4 separate regions of the Mus musculus genome follow, and regions 1, 3 and 4 are each linked to region 2. Evidence: chromatin contacts called from public Hi-C data. All regions are on one chromosome and are shown on one strand. Each heading gives the region's core, a stretch centred on a gene start, on an enhancer-like site or on the middle of the called end of the contact. The rest is flanking DNA. Distances are from core to core; before and after follow the strand shown. Region 1 has its middle 28 kb from the start of Gm52599. Region 2 holds the start of Hey1 (hairy/enhancer-of-split related with YRPW motif 1). Region 3 overlaps Mrps28 (mitochondrial ribosomal protein S28). Region 4 overlaps Mrps28 (mitochondrial ribosomal protein S28).

What was found. Hi-C and Micro-C count contacts between places; a contact is called where the count stands out from the background.
Region 1: a contact with region 2 is called in a Hi-C map of uterus, with 2.3 times the contacts expected there. The contact joins the enhancer-like site here to the promoter of Hey1 in region 2. A contact is called at or near these places in 15 of 39 promoter capture datasets (the 3T3-L1 cell line, the HPC-7 cell line, HPC-7-derived erythroid cells and 8 more), 1 of 15 datasets of contacts at CTCF or cohesin (the G1E-ER4 cell line), 14 of 484 Hi-C or Micro-C datasets (the AML12 cell line, the G1E-ER4 cell line, the HL-1 cell line and 7 more), 16 of 115 datasets of contacts at active chromatin or transcription factors (SST interneurons, astrocytes, bone marrow-derived dendritic cells and 8 more) and 2 of 9 other capture datasets (embryonic stem cells and macrophages).
Region 3: a Hi-C map of pancreatic cancer cells shows a contact between it and region 2, with 6 times the contacts expected there. The contact joins the enhancer-like site here to the promoter of Hey1 in region 2. A contact is called at or near these places in 5 of 39 promoter capture datasets (the C10 cell line, cranial neural crest, embryonic stem cells and 1 more), 6 of 484 Hi-C or Micro-C datasets (the G1E-ER4 cell line, bone marrow-derived macrophages, cochlea and 2 more), 13 of 115 datasets of contacts at active chromatin or transcription factors (VIP interneurons, bone marrow-derived macrophages, craniofacial prominence and 10 more) and 1 of 9 other capture datasets (macrophages).
Region 4: a contact with region 2 is called in a Hi-C map of muscle stem cells, with 2.3 times the contacts expected there. The contact joins the enhancer-like site here to the promoter of Hey1 in region 2. A contact is called at or near these places in 3 of 39 promoter capture datasets (HPC-7-derived erythroid cells, hematopoietic stem and progenitor cells and liver), 4 of 484 Hi-C or Micro-C datasets (embryonic stem cells, muscle stem cells, neural progenitor cells and 1 more), 8 of 115 datasets of contacts at active chromatin or transcription factors (astrocytes, bone marrow-derived macrophages, embryonic forebrain and 4 more) and 3 of 9 other capture datasets (adipose tissue, embryonic stem cells and macrophages).

The regions. Positions count from the first base shown.
Region 1 is chr3:8,792,829-8,796,878 of GRCm38.p6, reverse strand. No RefSeq gene overlaps it. Among named protein-coding and RNA genes, the nearest start is that of Gm52599, 28 kb to the right of the region's middle. Within about 2 kb of position 1,753, at least 13 of the 459 cell types and tissues checked have an H3K27ac peak or open chromatin away from gene starts, as enhancers often do. A contact at or near this core is called in trophoblast stem cells and uterus, where this site is marked.
Region 2 is chr3:8,664,763-8,669,396 of GRCm38.p6, reverse strand. It overlaps Hey1 (hairy/enhancer-of-split related with YRPW motif 1), which reads left to right and starts at 2,359. Exons shown (of 5, transcript NM_010423.2): 1 at 2,359-2,615; 2 at 2,820-2,895; 3 at 3,042-3,125; 4 at 3,371-3,452; 5 at 4,333-4,634. The coding sequence starts at 2,527. LOC115489673 reads left to right here. Exons shown (of 2, transcript XM_030252957.1): 1 at 1-2,173; 2 at 2,319-2,473. The coding sequence starts at 1,511. The coding sequence ends at 2,459.
Region 3 is chr3:8,889,154-8,893,435 of GRCm38.p6, reverse strand. All of the region lies in intron 2 of Mrps28 (mitochondrial ribosomal protein S28), which reads left to right. Among named protein-coding and RNA genes, the nearest start is that of Gm52600, 8.9 kb to the left of the region's middle. Within about 2 kb of position 2,870, at least 22 of the 459 cell types and tissues checked have an H3K27ac peak or open chromatin away from gene starts, as enhancers often do. A contact at or near this core is called in pancreatic cancer cells, where this site is marked.
Region 4 is chr3:8,827,480-8,832,077 of GRCm38.p6, reverse strand. All of the region lies in intron 2 of Mrps28 (mitochondrial ribosomal protein S28), which reads left to right. Among named protein-coding and RNA genes, the nearest start is that of Gm52599, 63 kb to the right of the region's middle. Within about 2 kb of position 2,382, at least 6 of the 459 cell types and tissues checked have an H3K27ac peak or open chromatin away from gene starts, as enhancers often do. A contact at or near this core is called in muscle stem cells, where this site is marked.

The DNA of each region.
Region 1 (4,050 bases), core at 504-3,003, 130 kb before region 2:
TTGCATGAATGGATGGGAGGAAGCGGGATACAGTGTGTTTCCCAGACAACATTTTAGTGCAGAATCTCTTCTTTTAAATGCAGTAAATACCACAGAAGCCAGATAAAGAATGCCCAGCTCCCAAAACCATACTGAAAGGAGTGGGGCCAGCATAAGGATTGTGGGAAAATGCTACAAACCCCACTCATTGGAAATAATGGTGTATTTGAGGCATGCCACTGTGAGACTCTGTAGTATGTTGAGGTACCCAGTATTCTAGATTTCCAAAGGAAGACTACAAATGGGATGTCAGGGAGGTAATTCCGTGCCTATGGTTTTGTTTAGAGAGAATGTTTAGGTTTCATCAGTCATGCTGGTCTTGTTTATTCCTGTTTCCCACTCTGTTTCACCCACTGGTGCAGGTGTTATCCAACTTGCAATGAGCGGTGAGCCAGACAACGTCCCGAACAACATCCAAGTGGATATCATCATCGGCCTCTATGTAACCTGATTTAGATGTCACTTGATATGTGCTGGGCAAGAACTAGAAAAAGCAGAAAAGACACGATCTCATAAAGAGCTAAAAGGAAAGTGACTGGGGACCCCTACAGTTAGGTGCCTGCCTCCCCTGAGCTGAGTTAACTTGACCATGGCTAACTCTGAGTCAATCTCTAAGACTGCAGAGGGACAGGAAGTTACTGCTCAAAGGTGTAAACCAGAGGGGTCTACATGGCTACTTAAGAATCTGTGGAATGTGCCAGACTCTGCGCTTGGTCCTTAGAGGGAAAGGCAGCCCAGGTGCAGTTCAAATCATCCCTGTAGGACACTTGGGGATGCTTTGAATGTCTTCCTTTCTCTGACTCCAGAGAAGAGGCCAGCTTCTGCTTCTTCACCCCCATGCCCTCCAGACAAAACCCCACAGCATACCTAAGAGCTTCAGCCAGGGCTGAGGAGGTGAGGCCCAGACAAAGTCAGGTGCCCTCCTTCCTTGCTGTGCAAGGGCCTGTCTGTTGAGATTTTATATATATATATATATTTGTATACATATCACACACATAAATGTATATGTATATACATACATATATCAAACATTTCCATTCTACTACCATAATTATCTTCCTGAAGAGACTGGCCTTGGAAGTGTGACCCTTCCCTAGGACCTAAAAGTTACAAGCCTGTGGGACAAACTCCTGTAGCTTCCCTCTGACTGAGGAAAATGTGGGAGTCATTTCCTCATATTCTCTCAAGCTCACGCAGGGTCCTGCCTCTGCCTCATACCACAGAGTCTCCGTCCAGCTCTCAGCAGCACTCCTACCTCAGTCTCCCCTGAGGCGCCTGCCTCCCTGCCATCCTCTTCCCACCTCCAGGAACATCATAAGGGTCTGCCCAGAGGAGGTCAGCCCTGGGATTTACAATAACTCTGGGGAGAGCGGAGAATATCATCTTGACTAACTATCTTATTTTGGTACATTACATTTAAGAAAGAATTTAGGAGAATATTTTATTAACCAAAACCACTGCAAGCCTCTGATTAATTAGAGAACTTACAGTGTCCAGGGAACATGTAAAATGTTCACTCAACCAAATCTTTCTTGCCTATAAAACTCTAAAACACACTATTCAATCTCTTGGCCCCAAAACATTTCCTGCTTTTTAACTGTGAGTACTAAACAGGATTTAGTCTTCCTTCATGACTCAGGGCCACCATTATGGAAAACAGCTTCATAATGATGTGATTTCCTGGGGTATTAAGGTGGGGAGAGCTGCTGGCGGCCATGTGAAGACGGCGCCTTTGAAGGTCCCCTCGCTATCAGCTCTTTTCCTCACACTGACGTCAGCCTGTCTGCTGCTTCTGGTAACCTGTGTGCAGCTCTACCATCTCCGTCTACCTGGGGGAGCTTTCTACCTCGTTACTAAATGACTCAACTGGCCTTCGGTCCTCCTGTTTGCAGCTCCTTTCTCTGATACTGATTTCACTTTGCTTGCTGGTGCTGTGGGGTTTGTTTTTTAGTGTATACACTTGTTGTCTAGTTGTTTAGAAGAGGGCCTGAGGTCAGTTCTGTAGAGTGGTAGAACTGAGCTGAACTTTGATGTCTGTGATCTCTTTCAAAGTCCTTGATCCATAACTACCATTTGTATTTCCACTGTTAAACGTTTTTAATTTATTTTCACTGATAGGCCAGTCTTAGAAAGGGATTTAGAAAATCTGGTATTAAAAGTGTTTTAAGAAAGGAAAACTAATGAGAAAATAACTTGAAAGGTTTTTTGTTTTGTTTTTGTTGTTGTTGTTGTTGTTACTGTTTTTAAATCAACTTTAAGCCAGGTGGCGATGGCAAGCAGATCTCTGTGAGTTTGAGGCCAGCCTGGTTTACAAAGTGAGTCCACAGCAGCCAGAGGTTGTTACACAGAGAAAGTCTGTTTCCAAAAACCAAACAACCAAACACTCCTCCCCCAAATCAACCTTAAGCCAGGTATGATGGTCATGATGGTAATTCCTTGGGAAACTGAGGCAAGATGATCAATAATGAGAAGGGTCAGCCCACATTATAAAGTCAGCCCACACTACAGAGTCAGTCAGCCCACTCTACAGAGAGTCAGTCAGCCCACACTACAGAGAGTCAGTCAGCCCACACTACAGAGAGTCAGTCAGCCCACACTACAGAGTCAGTCAGCCCACACTACAGAGTCAGTCAGCCCACACTACAGAGAGTCAGTCAGCCCACACTACAGAGTCAGTCAGCCCACACTACAGAGAGTCAGTCAGCCCACACTACAGAGTCAGTCAGCCCACACTACAGAGTCAGTCAGCCCACACTACAGAGTCAGTCAGCCCACACTACAGAGAGTCAGTCAGCCCACACTACAGAGAGTCAGTCAGCCCACTCTACAGAGACAGTCAGCCCACACTACAGAGAGTCAGTCAGCCCACACTACAGAGAGTCAGTCAGCCCACACTACAGAGAGTCAGTCAGCCCACACTACAGAGAGTCAGTCAGTCCACACTACAGAGTCAGTCAGCCCACACTACAGAGAGTCAGTCAGCCCACACTACAGAGTCAGTCAGCCCACACTATAGAGTAACACTGGTCTCACAAACACTCCACTTGAAAAGGATTCTGCTGGACTCTCTGGACCTTAAGCATCCAAATAATGCACACAGATGGATAGTTTGAATAGACGGCTTCCACATTAAAGCCAACTAGCACTTTGTAGACACAGCTCCGAAGGGATTGTTATAAACCTTCTTTCCTTCTTTTAGCACATCTTTTTTAATGTGTTATGTAATCCTCTAACATCTCTGATCAAAGTGACGTTCAGAGCAATTTTTACTTGAGTAAGCTGATACTTATTCAAGATAAGCTTGGGAGCAGGAGAATTCAAATTACAGTTCATACCTAAGTCTAAAATGTGCTCTTTCTATAACATAATCCACATGTAAGTCTAAAATATGCTTTTTCTACAATTTAATCCACAGCTAAGTCTAAGGTGTATGCTTTCTATAACTTTCTCACTTGGTGTTTGTTTTAGAGTCTGACTCTCTCATTGGCTATATTAATTACACATACTAAGGAGTTCCTAATGGCAACCTCATCTCATGCATGTGTGTAATGGATTTGATCATACTCACCTGACACTCCACTTCTCTTTTTAACCAATCTTTCTTTTTCTTTCATGTCCCTTTCATGGGTGTGTGTGTGTGTGTGTGTGTGTGTGTGTGTGTGTGTGTGTATGTTTGTGTCTGTATGTCTCTAAGTGTGTCTGTGTGTGTGTCTATGTGTGTCCATGTGTGTCAGTGTGTCTGTGTGCATGTTCATGCATATGTATCTGTGTCTGTGTGTGTCTATGTATGTCAGTGTGTCTGTGTGCATGTCCATGTGTGTGTCTATGTGTCTATGTGTATCTATGTATGTCTCTGTGTGTGTATGTGTGTCAGTGTGTCTGTGTGCATGTCCATGTGTATGTGTATCTGTGTCTCTGTGTGTCTGTGTGTGTCTGTTCACATGCCTGTGCATGCGCACAGGCATGTAGTGTGTTCCAGTCAGTTCCATTGGAGTTCCAGGAGCATGGGAA
Region 2 (4,634 bases), core at 1,110-3,609:
TTATTGTGTGTTGTCTCCCGAGGCTGTGAGTTCAGAGACAGTGTGGAGCTTATCACCTCTTGTCACCTTTATCTCTCAGGTGCCGGCATTGTGCCAGGCATGCAGAAGACACTTTGGAAGTACTGGGTAGACGGTCAGAAAGAGATGGACAGACAGATAAGCATTGGTATTCTTTTTTTAGTGCTAAACAAGTGTTGGGTCCCAGAGTTCTAGCATTTGTTTTGTACAAGGTCTTGCTATACATACAATTCAGGAGAACCTATGTGCATAGACTGGACTGGAACTCATGAAATTTTGCCTCTACTTTGCAAGTTCTATGATTAGAGGCACACAGTACCACATGCCCACCAGGATAGCCTCATTTTCCACAGTAAATTTGAGGAATATTGGTATCTAAAACCAAGCACCCTCAATGTAAACCGTTTCTTTTTACCAGCCAATCTGCTGCTAGTTTCTTTCTCTGCACAACGGCCAACATTGGCTAAAGCAAACAAGACCTTACTGTAGGTGCCACTGACCCAGAAAACTTAAAAGCTATGCAGTAGAGGTCATGCTGGTTCAGGTGCAGGGTGCTCCGTCACTTTAGGGGGAAACATGGGATGGCGTCAAGGGAGGCAGGTGATATGAGGCTCTGAAGATGGAGAAGATGGATGAAGAGAGGGGTCTGGAGGTGAGCTTCCAGCTTGTGACAGGAGCGAAGCGAGCTGTGAACATGGAGAGGGAAGCAGGCAGTGAGCCTTGGCTTGACCACTCCTAAGCTGTGTGGTGGGATATGTGCACTAGGAAAAAACAAAGCCAAGATGGAGGGACCTCACCTTTTCAGAGGAGCTGTGAGGGCTGAGGCTCTGAACAGTAGGGTGAAGTGCAATGAGAACTTTAAAAGGACCCAGGATGTGGTCTAAAGTGTGTGGATGGAGAACTGGACCTGGGAACTCGGTTTAGTCTGCATTTATGGAACCCATCATGTCTAGAAACAGAATTGCTTGCAAAGGTGTTGAGTTTCTTTTATTCTTCTCAACGGTTATGAAGTTTTGCTTCATAGACGGGATTGCAGGCTCCAAGAGTGGGGCAGGATAAAGACTGGGCTTTCTCCAGGTTGTCTACTTCTGTGAACGCTGAACTAGGGAAACAATCCATAAGATTTAAACTATTTTTTTAAAGTCGCCCTTCTTGGTGGGGGAGAGGGGAGAGCGGTGTGCAGAACTTCATATAGCACCCCAAACGCCCCTCCCAACTGAGACCAACGGGTGTGTGTGTGTGTCCGCGCGCGCGCGATGCGGGCCAGAAACGTGCATCCTCGCACAGATGATCGCACAGCCTCAGAAGCAAACACCCAGGCCGCCACCCTGTCGCCTGCTAAGAGGATCTGGCCGCCAACACTAGGGGGAAGGGAGGACAAAAACAAAACAAAACAACAGCAAAAATCCCAACATAATGAATGTCTCGGGGGATAGCTACTCCTCCCTCAAGCTAACCCAGAAAACAAGCGCTCTACTTCCCCGGAAATGACATGCATAGGGGCATGCATTTCGTCCCAAAGCTGAGAAGCCTTGCAGGATTAGCTTTAGAGGCTCCTAGAACCCAAAAAGCAGCATCCCTTGAGTCTCTCAGGCTCTGCTCCCAGAGCTGGTGGCCACCATCCAAAGGAGCGGCGCCCCAGGCGACTGTTCCTGTAGGACCCGCCAACTACGCCCGCCTCCAGCCGCGGGGCACCGGCAGCAGTGCAGAGAACGGGACGCGGGCGGTGGCTTCCGGGGCCCGCCGGCGCCCGGACTCCGATTACAGGTTCACACCAGGAGCCCGGCAGGCGCGCCCTCGTGCAGCCCGGCTCCCCCGCCTGGCTATTCTTCTCCATTCATGCAGCCGCCCAGAGCAGCCGCCCAGAGCAGCCGCCGCCGCCGCCGCCACCGTCGCCGCCGCCGTCGCCGTCCGTCCGGATTGGCTGGCGGCCGGGGCGCCGGCACTTTCCCACGGCCCGCGGCGCGTGCGGCTCACCGGCGGCGCTGCAGGCGCGGCCCTGGCACACGGCCAGGCCAATCCGGGCGCGCGGGGTGGGGCTGGGCGGGGCGGTGGCTATCGCCGGGCTGGTGTCCCGGGCCGGCCCCCCATTTCTGCCCGCCGCCGGCCCACCGCCGCCCGCGGCCCCCAGCCGAACTCCTGCGGAGCCGACGCACTGCCGCCGGGCAGGGGCGGGCTCCGGGGGCGGGGAGCAGCCAGCCTCGGCCTCCGCTCGTCCCGCCCCCATGCGGCTGCCAATCTGCGCAGCGAGGCGCCAATTGGCCGGGGCACGCGGTTACCCGGGAGCCGTGGCCCCGCCCCTGCCCCAACCTCTCCGCCTTCCCCGCCCTCCCCCTATCCATGGGAAGGGGCGCAGCGTGGGAAAGGGATGGTTGAGTTTTAACCGGAGACTGAGCGTGAGTGGGATCAGTGTGCACGCACCTCCCGCAGCCGAGCGCTGAGCGGCCACTGCAGTTAACTCCTCCTTGCCCGCCGCGCGACCCTCCTCGGAGCCCACGCTCCGCCACCATGAAGAGAGCTCACCCAGACTACAGCTCCTCAGATAGTGAGCTGGACGAGACCATCGAGGTGGAAAAGGAGAGCGCGGACGAGAATGGGTGAGTTGGCGGCGTCCGACCGATCCGGAGCGGGAGGAGAGGATGGGGTGCGCTGATGCTGGGTTCCCTTTGCCGGGAGTCGTGGGCCGGCAGCTGCTGGCTGGGAGCAATCGTCCCCGAGCCCTCCAGCTCAAGTTGCCAAAGAAATCTGGTGTAGGAGGGCTCTCCTTTCCTTTCTCAAGGCAATTGCTTCCCATCTTACAGAAACTTGAGTTCGGCGCTGTGTTCCATGTCCCCAACGACATCGTCCCAGGTTTTGGCCAGGAAAAGACGGAGAGGCGTGAGTACCCCCCCCCCCAATAATTTAAATATATATGCACATTGTTATATTAATTAATTAACTAACGGAAAGAACCACATTTCTTCTCGTTGGAATGTACAGTCATAACGTAAATGCCCTCCTTTGTTTTTGTCTGCTTCCCATAGATCATCGAGAAGCGCCGACGAGACCGAATCAATAACAGTTTGTCTGAGCTGAGAAGGCTGGTACCCAGTGCCTTTGAGAAGCAGGTAATGGAAGTATGAGAGCGCTGAGTGTAGCCATCGGCACCTTCTGATTCCCTCCCCTCCGTGCTTCTAACCTCATTTGTGCCAAGTCGTTGGATGTTCTTACACAAATTCCCACAGATTTTGTGGATATACGTGACTTTTGCTTTTTTTTTTACGTTTGTATTTTACATGTATGTATATTTGTGTGCATATTTTAAGTTCTCCAAAGGCACTTGTGTCAGATAAGCCTTTTGTCTTCTTTTTAGGGATCTGCTAAGCTAGAAAAAGCTGAGATCTTGCAGATGACTGTGGATCACCTGAAAATGCTGCACACTGCAGGAGGGAAAGGTATTCCTCTCCAGTTCAGCTGGGGCTTTGCGTGCTCGGCGTGGGGGGTGGGGGTGGTAGCAAGCGCAGTCTGGGATTGGTGCAGTCCCTGCCTGCTTTGCTTTGTGGGGTGGGGAGAGCAGTATGTGCTTGCCAGCCAAGTGCACCTTCAACAGCACATGGGTTCTTGAGCAGTGAATACATCACCCCAATCCTCTTTCAACTGAGCTAATGCACCTTTCAGCAAGCGCCTGTCTCCCGGAGCTCCTCCGGTTGTGACAGCCCTGATTTAGGTCAAGTCACTCATGTTTGTCTGTTGCTATTTAAGAAAGGATTGGGAAATGGCTTATTAAAAAGAACAACTAGATAGTCGGAATTTTATATACAGATTTAGAAAACGAACTGCCAAAAGAATTTGGAGGAAAGAGACATGTTGGGGCTAAATAGAGAGGAAAAAAAAATCTAACGGGGTGAGAGACTGAAGCCCGTGTCTGTCTCCAGCCACCAGATTCTTCACCAAGGACCAAGTGCCTAAAAGCTCCACGATGATAACTTACATCTGTGTGTCTAATGAATTTCACTGCTCTGTGGTTTCTCTGTCCTTGATGTATTTTTTGTTGTTGTTGAGGGAAAACATTAAAGGAGGGAACATAGTTTCATCTGCTGGTAGGGTATAATTCCAATTTCTGCTCAGCAGCTTCTAATTGGGCTTTGAACTTGCATTAGCAAACATATACTGTTGATTAATGCAAAGATTTTGGTCAGCTTCAAAATATTTGAGCTTCCAGGACCCATGATCTGTGCTGTAATCCTGTATGGAGTTGCCAGGAAGAACTTTGGAGTGGAAGAAATTCAGGAAATGAGCAGAGCCTTGAAGGTTTTCCTTTGTTTTTGTGCACAGGTTATTTTGACGCGCACGCCCTGGCTATGGACTATCGGAGTTTGGGGTTTCGGGAATGCCTGGCCGAAGTTGCCCGTTATCTGAGCATCATTGAAGGACTCGATGCCTCCGACCCGCTTCGCGTTCGCCTGGTCTCCCATCTCAACAACTACGCATCCCAGCGGGAAGCCGCGAGCGGCGCTCACGGTGGCCTCGGACACATTCCCTGGGGAAGTGCCTTCGGACATCACCCACACATCGCACACCCTCTGCTGCTGCCCCAGAATGGCCACGGGAACGCTGGCACCGCGGCGTCACCCACG
Region 3 (4,282 bases), core at 1,621-4,120, 220 kb before region 2:
TAAGCCTAAAGAATAGCTTTTTAATAATGATTAGTTTGGTTGCTTTGGAATATACCCGTTAGACATTTATTTTTAAACAAACAGGGCATAATATAGTTTTTTTATTGAGTCCAGCAAACTTTAAGTATGTAGCTATTATAGCAGTAGTTCTTAACCTGTGGGTCACCCTCCCTGCTGCCCCCCCACCCCCGTTGGGGGGTCAATTGACCCTTTCACAGGGGTCACTTAAGATAATAGGAAAACATTTATTTATACTATTTATAACAGGGTTCATAACAGCAGAATTATAGTTATGAAGTAGCAGTGAAAATAATTTTATGGTTGAGGGTCACCACAACATGAGGAACGTATATATGAATTAAAGATAATGTTGCATCCTGAGAGTTGATTCAGTCCAGGGTACAGAGAATAAGCCAATACAAATGATGGCATGTTCATTCTTTTGACTGCTTTCTTCAGGAACGGAGACTAGGGGTCAGTGTGTCCATTGCTGTGTCAGGCAGCTATTGCAGAGGAGCTGCTGAAATGAGGGTGGAAGGATGAAGGACAGCAAGAGGCTCCATCACCAGTGAGAGCCCATGTCTCCTGGAACCTAGATGCTTTAGTGAGCCTGGGTTAAGGACATGTGATGTGAGAGGTCATGTGGGCAGGCAGGATGGGTCTTCAGGAAATTATGGCTTTGTTTAGAAGGTGGCAGATACCAGGGAAATATTTGAACAGGTAATATGGATCACATTTGTGTTTCAATGAGATCATTCTGGAAGAGTCGTGGAGTGTTTACTGCAAGAGAAATGCTATCGTTAGATCACTGCGGAAACTACTAGAAAGAACGATGGCATTGAGTGAAGCCTGAGGTGAGAAGCAGAAAGGCCTCGGCAGGGGGAGAAGAGGCTGGTCTTGTTGACTGACTGCTTATGCAGGAGGCAGAGGTGGGGTTTGAACAGCATTCCATTTCAGATGTGACTTATGAGGTAGGGAGTGGGTTGGGAGGTGGGGGGCAGAGCAGAGGGGTGTTAGTTATGACACTTCTGCTTGTTTAATTCTCTTACTCCGTTTCTGTTACCAGGCAAGGAACACTTTTGTCTTTACCAAAACCCAGAGTACCTGTGGTTTGTCAGTGCTTATGGCTTTGCCAAATCTCCCAATCTTTTCCTTTGTTATATTTTCATTTTTCTGAAACGAAAATGTTATAATTTCATTTTCAAGTGTTTCTGTAAAACCCTCCAGCTCAGTTGTATAAGTAAAAAGTCCTTTTATTTATTAATGTGTAAATGAGGGTTATGTCTCTTAGTGCATTATCTCTACCCTGGCATCTCTATCACAACACACATGATTGACAGCTCTGAAAATCGAAGCGTTTCAAAACAAGCATGATTGGCAGCTCTAAGGTAACTTGCACGTGCCCTGAATGTTATTTGTACTTTTGTTTGACACTGGGGCGGAATAAACAAGCTAATTCCCCAGTCTTTGTTTCTATTTTGGGTTATGAAATATATAGGGTCAATAGAGAGTGGAATATATAGTGAATGTTTCCAAGTCTCAAGTTTTCAGAGTTTACTATTGGCAAAGAGAAAATAAAAATTTGAACTGAGTCTCTCTATTTCAGAAGAGATAGAACACACCTTAAAGCATGTCTGTCTTTGTTTAGATGGGTGATTTTGACTCATCCTATGAACTAGTTCTTCTTTAATCCATCTCTGATAGTTTAAAAGTAATAGGGTGCATTCTATTTAACTTTTGAGTAAGAGACAAGTTATATGAGTTGTGTGTTCGCTTGTGGTCAGACTGTAAATTAGGATATTGTCTGAGGTGTGGAAACACATGGTTTTTAGACTGTGCACAGGATAGGAGGTCAGGTTTTTCCGTGTTGGGGAGTGTGTCACACATAGGAACTGCTTTTGGACTTTGCTCTGTCGTCTTGGGTGTTACAGATTCTGGTTTTGTTGCTAGCAGAACTGATTGCTTTGTAGTCGTTGTCTGTGTACAGCTCTGTCAGGGCAGAGGCGGTTAGACAACATGTTGAGTGAGTTTTTTATGCTATCACAGGGCTGCAAAGATGAAAAGTGTGCCCGCCATGGCTTGGTGTGGCTGCCTCTCAAGGAGCACAGGATGCCGGAAAAGCTTCTGCAGTACAAGCTCAGTGGGACGGAGGGAAGAGCCGCGCGGCTTTACTCCTGCACTTGGGTCAAGAGTGGGAGTGCCAAACAAGAGGATCTGGGTCCTAGTTTAGCTTGTGTAATTTACATGAATTTATTGCTACTTGGTAACTTGTTGGGGCATGAAGACTAACATTTCAGCACATATTGTATACTTTGTGATCCTTAGAGTATAAACAATATTGCACAGTTGTTGAACATTCCCTCTATACAAAACACTTTATGAAAAAAATTGAGTGCATTATTTTCTTAAACTTTTTAATACTCTAAGAACAATACTGTTAGGAACCTCGTTAAAATGCTCTGAAGAAACTAAAGCTGGCCTATGTTTTTTTCTTTTTTGGTTTTTCGAGACAGGGTTTCTCTGTGTAGCCCTGGCTGTCCTGGAACTCCCTCTGTAGACCAGGCTGGCCTTGAACTCAGAAATCCGCCTGCCTCTGCCTCCCAAGTGCTGGGATTAAAGGCGTGTGCCACCACACCCGGCTGGAACGGCTTAAATAAAGATGGGGAACTTAGTAATGAAATGACACTTCTGGGGACATGGTGTGAAGTATGGCCGAGATTTGAGAGTGCACATGGTATGATTATTGGTATCTACTTGTGTGTAGTGAGTTATCCCAGCACTTGGGATTTATAAATCTCATGTATTGGTTTGGTCCAGGAATCAATGAGTCACCTAGCTGGATGACTCTGGTCTCTTAGGAAGTTCATTTGAGGTAGTTGCCAGGTCAAGAGTCATCTTGAGGCTTGGCTGGGAGTAGAGGCTGCCAGTTGTGCATGGGCTGGTGACCTAATGATTAACACCGAATCTTTGGAGAACATTCCAGATCCAGACCGTAACATTTAACATGCTGCTTGTTGGCTGGAGGTCTTCTTCATGGACCTCTGCATCTAGACTGAGTGGGTGTCTTCATGAATGATCTAAGAGAGTGAGCCAGGGAAGTCATGGGGAAGGAGCATGGCATGTAAGAGTGGGTCACTAGAGCTGCTGCATGGGCTGTGGGGCTGTGGACTGGCCTGCCTCCTACATGGAAGTGTACAAGGAAGTCATGGGGAAGGAGCATGGCATGTAAGAGTGGGTCACTAGAGCTGCTGCGTGGGCTGTGGGGCTGTGGAGTGGCCTGCCTCCTACATGGAAGTGTACAAGGTTTATGAACCTTGGGAGGTTGTGAACAAAGCTCAACTTTTATTCCAAAAATATAACTGCTTTTATTAAGGGGTTTGCAATCCCATAGGAAGAACAGCGATATCAACCAACCAGATCCCCCAGAGCTCCCCGGGACTAATCCACCACCCAGAGAGTCCACATGGAGGGACCCGTGGCTCCAGCTGCATATGTAGCAGAGGATGGCCTTGTCTGGCATCAGTGGGAGGGGAGGCCCTTGGTCCTGAGGAGGCTCCATGCCCCAGTGTAGGGGATGCTAGAGCAGTGATGCTGGAGTGGGCGCACCCTCATAGAAGCAGGGGGAGGGGATGAGATAGGGGGTTTGCGAAGGGAAACTGGGAAGGAGGATAACATTTGAAATGTAAATAAGTAAAGTAAGTAATGAAAAATTAGACAAATTCTGTGTTATCTATAATTTGTTAGTGTAGGTGTGTGCACATGTGCATATGGGTAAAATGAAAACACTTTCTACCTTTTTTTATCCCCCTGTATTTCAAGACAAGATTTCCCTTTGTTGCCCTGGATGTCCTGTTACTCACCTTTTAGACCAGGCTGGCCTCAAACTCAGAGATCTGCCTGCCTCTGTGTTCCAAGAGATAGGATTAAAGGCATTTGCTACCATTGCCCAATATCCTTTGCCATATTTTCAATGTTGAGGTAATTACCAATATTAATAGGATTACTGGTAGTTACTCTTTGACCCTGGGTTATTAATATATTAACAAAATAGCTATAATTTTTCTGGTATGATTCTAGGTATGCAGCTCTTTGCCCCCTTACATACACTGAGTACTGATGTCATTTGGGGATAGTTTGGAAAGATGTGTCAGGTTCTGTGGCAGCTCAGGTTTCTCTGTCTCTCTCTCTCTGTGAGATCTTTCCCCCTTTGCTCCCTCCCATAATGGCAAAAGCTCTTCTTTCAGGCTGCTGGTACTTAGTTCTCTAAATATTTATTTCTTCC
Region 4 (4,598 bases), core at 1,133-3,632, 160 kb before region 2:
GTGTTGGGCAAGACTCTGCTGGCAAGGTAGCCCGGGGCTCGAGTCTCGAGTCGAGCGGAAGGGACTTGTGCCCCAGATCAGGCCCGGGTAGCCTGCTTCCCTATGTACCGCAGTCTCAAGTTCCGCGCGATTGGATTGGGGCAGGCACTGTGGTCCACTCACCAGAGGTCTTAGGGTCCCGTGGGGAGTCCCGTGTGGGCCCTTGCGGGTGTTGGGCAAGACTCTGCTGGCAAGGTAGCCCGGGGCTCGAGTCTCGAGTCGAGCGGAAGGGCGAATTCATTGTTTTTAATGCTTAGTAGTACTCCATTGTGTAAATGTACCACATTTTCTGTATCCAGTCCTCTCTTGAAGGGCATGGTACAGACACTCTTATGGCTTTGATTCAACAAGCCTCACCCTTAGCACTGTGAGAACTTGTGAGTAGTAGCCATGGCAGACATGGCTCTCTGGCTAAAGCTAATGGAAGCATTACTCCCTGGACATAAATATTGTTATTTAAAAGGCAGTATGATAGGCACAACTTATCTGTATAGCAAGTATGAATATTAGTTCTACCTCTCAATTCTATTTGACTTGAAATTCCTAGTAAATACATCAAACATTTTGTTTTATCAAATTTTGTTCTTATCAAATTGCTATCCACTTCTAGTTCAGTTCTAACTTGGTGTGATTTCTTTATTATTTTAAAACGTTATAACAGTACAAAGTTACCATTTTAGTTCTTCAAGTGCTGGACCCAATTTTTTAGGATACTTCATTATTTAACTTAAAATTGGAAATATGTAAGTGGTGATATTTTCCTTTTATGCCTAGATGTTAGGGAATCTAAATTACAGATATGAAAAACAGTGTAATATTCCATGATGTAACAAGTTTGGGAGTGTAATGTGCAGCTCGTAAACTGCGCTGTAGTCACTCCCTTCCTCCCCCCTCCTAGCTAGTATCACAAAGCATACCCTGTAGCAGTGTCATGGGCCAGCAGCTGCCTTCAGCCACAGCCACTGCTAAGGGTTTCGTAGGCTTTAGCACTCTGCTTTCATCTGTGAGAGAGAGCAGGCACGGCAGCTGCTCCGTGAGCTGCGGAGGTTGGCAGCATTCCTAAGACAGCTGCCAGACTGACCACATAGCTAGGGTAGTGGTACTTTGTGTCAGTGAAACGTCATAGAGTTTGAAAATGACGGGGGGGGGGGGGGGTCGGTCTTCAGTCTTACAGATCTTGGTCACTCAGAGTGAAATAGCACTTTGATACCTCCTAAAAATATGGAGAATTGGTGGAAAGATCCTGCAGTAGTTTTGAATGAGCACGGTGAGTGTTATGTTGTTTCAGCACCTTGTAGAATCTTCCTTCCTGAACAGTTAAGAGAGACAGGTAAAGCTGTGGGCTATTTGATTTCAAAGTGGATCAGATTTTCAATATTTTTACCTCTACATAAAGTGAGTTTATTTTATTTTCATACATGGTTTATTGTGTATGCCATAGTTATAATAGGTAGTAGATATTTTTAAAACACTGACTTTTGAAGGGGTACTCACCTAAAAGCAATCTTAAACCCAGTATAACTAACTTTAAATAATAGAAGTGTGTACGTGCTAGTTACCAGACATCAATCTTGATCAAATCAGGGAAAACACTCATATTTTGAAAAATGCCTGGTAAATTCACATTGACTCCATAGATTCTGAGTCCAAACTTCTAATGCTGAACTTCTTAACTCAGGTTATAAATTTTTCATAAAAGAAACTAATGTCATTGAGCTACGTGAATGTAAATTTGCTTGAGATTGAGTCATTTATTCACAAACTTGGGGATTATTCTAAGATTTTTAAGTCATCTTCACAGGCCCTGATTTTTATACCTTCATTTGAACAGCCAGTTCTTGACCCGAGGTAGCTATTATTATAGGCTAAAGATTGTAACAGGTTTTTGTCGGTAAGTTCCATGTCTCTTCCAAATTGTGTCATTCCATGGAATGCAACGTGTGTTGGTCCTGTGTTAGTTAGTACGAGCTTTTGGTGCTGATCTCAGGTGCTGTTCCGCCAGCTGTACCAGCCTGCTGACTTGCCATTTCCTAAGCCACGCTCTTCTTGGACCAAACTACTCTCCCTGAAGCTCCTAAAAATGTTCTCTTTTTTTAATGAACTAAATTTGATCTTTGATAAATTCTTACATGTATAGAATGCATTCTGATTATTTTCTCAACCCCCCTTACTGCCCTCTTGTGCTTGTCAGCCCTCCATCCTTCCTCCAGGTCCCTTTCCCACATTCACGTCTTTTGTGTTTTACGGCCCACGGAGTTTAACTAGGGTCATCTGTGTAACCACAGGTTTGGAACTGTCAGTTGGAGCTTGATGTCATCAGTTGGTTCGTAACTGAAGACAGTGAGTGACTCCTCCTCTCACAGGATTTATCCCCAGCCAAGGAAGGGTGGGTAGGGCTTGGTAAGTCCCTTCCCTGTCCATGACTAAATTATCAACAGGGCTAGTCTTGTGCCGGCAAAGTGCAGATAGTCCCAATTTCTGTGGGTTTATGCTTACAATGGCTATGCGTACTCAGGAGACAATATTTTATTCCTCTTTTCCCTTTCTTTCAGTTCTTAGTATTCTTTCTTTCCCAGCGTCTGATGTGTCCCACAGCCTGAAAGGGGTGTGGTGTGTCTTGTTTAGGGCTGACCTCTCATCCACCACTGACTCTGCATCTTGAGCATCAACTGCCAGTCACTACAAAAAGAGGTATCTTGCCGGGCGTGGTGGCGCACACCTTTAATCCCAGCACTCGGGAGGCAGAGGCAGGCGGATTTCTGAGTTTGAGGCCAGCCTGGTCTACAAAGTGAGTTTCAGGACAGCCAGGGCTATACAAGAGTTATCTTTAATTAAGGATGGGAATACCCTTTGTCTATGGGTATAAAAATAAATACTTAGAGAACAGTTTGCCACTATTTGAACTTAACTAAACAACAGAAGTTCCCTAAGAGCCTATCATTTCTTCAGTCATAGGTTCACAGTGCTAGGCATGGGTGCCCATCTGTGGACTGGACCTCAGATCCAATCATAGAGCAATTGGTTCCATAAGAGTTGTATCGCTATTGCACAAGTGGGTGCATCTTGCCTGGAAGACTGAAGTTGTTAGGAAGTGTATGAAGTTAGGAGTGAAGTGGTAAGACGCTTGATGTCTTTTCTCCCTCAGTTTTCAGCACAGTACTTTGCAACTCTGTGACAGACAACAGGGAGAATGCATCCAATTCAGTTGCAGCTTGATTTATCAATATCTTATAACTAAGACCCACGCTGTCTTAAGTAGTAGTGTATCACCGTCTAGTTCTAGTAGGCAGTCAAGAGGAGTGGGAAGGTCCTATGTTGTTTGGGGAACCCCAGGACTTCTTGACCAACAGCTATTACAATTATCCCACACCTCATACTTTTTATATTTATAAAAATATTTTTTTACATTTATAGTCTGGAATAAGCTGATATCCCTGACTTGTGACATTTGTGAGAAGGGCAATTATATATATAAAAAAATTAGTTTCCTTTCTATTATTTAAAAATCCAGTGGGTTTTTTTTTTTTTTTGGAGGGGGAGTTGTTTGTGTTTTTTTCTTTGTCTTTCAACAGATCTTTCTTACCTGGGGTACCGTAGCTTGTCAGTTCTCTTGTGCAGTACAATACTCTTGCTTGCTCCTTTTCCTGAGAGTAGAGTAGAATTTCATTCACCATTTAAAGTGTAGTTGATGCATTGTTTGAAAAAGTTGGCCTTGAATGAAGGTAGTCTAAGTCTAAGTGAATTATCACCTAGGTTGCACATGGACCTAGATGAGCAAGCGGGTACCGTGGGCAAGCCAGGGTCCCGTTTGCAGATGGTAAAACTCTGCTGTCAGTCAAGCGGCGTCGCTGTTGGCGGAAGCCAGGCACCTTAAGGCACGTGTTGGCTGTTCTTTCTAAATCTGCAGTGCCTCCGATCTCACGGTAAGATTTACAAGAGAAACTTTAACCGAAAGTAAGGGGTTGTTTACTAATGCACACATTCTGAAAAATGTTTACTGACTTTTAAAGACAGTGCCTGAGAAACCCCTGCCTTGAAATCTTACAAGAATGTTCTCCTTCGAATGCACAGCGTTCGACTCGTTTAATCCTGTATGTGAAGCTTTACAATGATATTTCACACAGTCCTCAAGTAGCTCAAAACTTTACTAAAAATGAGGAACTTTTACATCAGCCCTTATAGAAAGTATCATGGACCCTTAGGGACATCTTACATTTGTATATTAGTGTGAGTGCATCTGTGTGTGTATCTGTGTGCACATGCATGCTATAGTGTACACGTGGAAGTCAGAGGGCATCTTACAGGATTGGTTCTCTTCTACCATATGGGTTCTGGGGATTAAACTTAGATCACCAGGCCTCTCAGCAGTGCTTCTAACCGTTGATCCATCTGGCCAAGCCAACATAGGTCTCTTAATAAGATGATCTGGTTTTCCAACATTAAGAACGTCGAGGCAAGTACCGGGACAGCAGAATAATAATGATAACATATAGAAAGAGACCAGAAAGCTGAGGGGGTCCACTCCTTAAAAGAAACTTTTGTTTTAGTATGTCATGGTG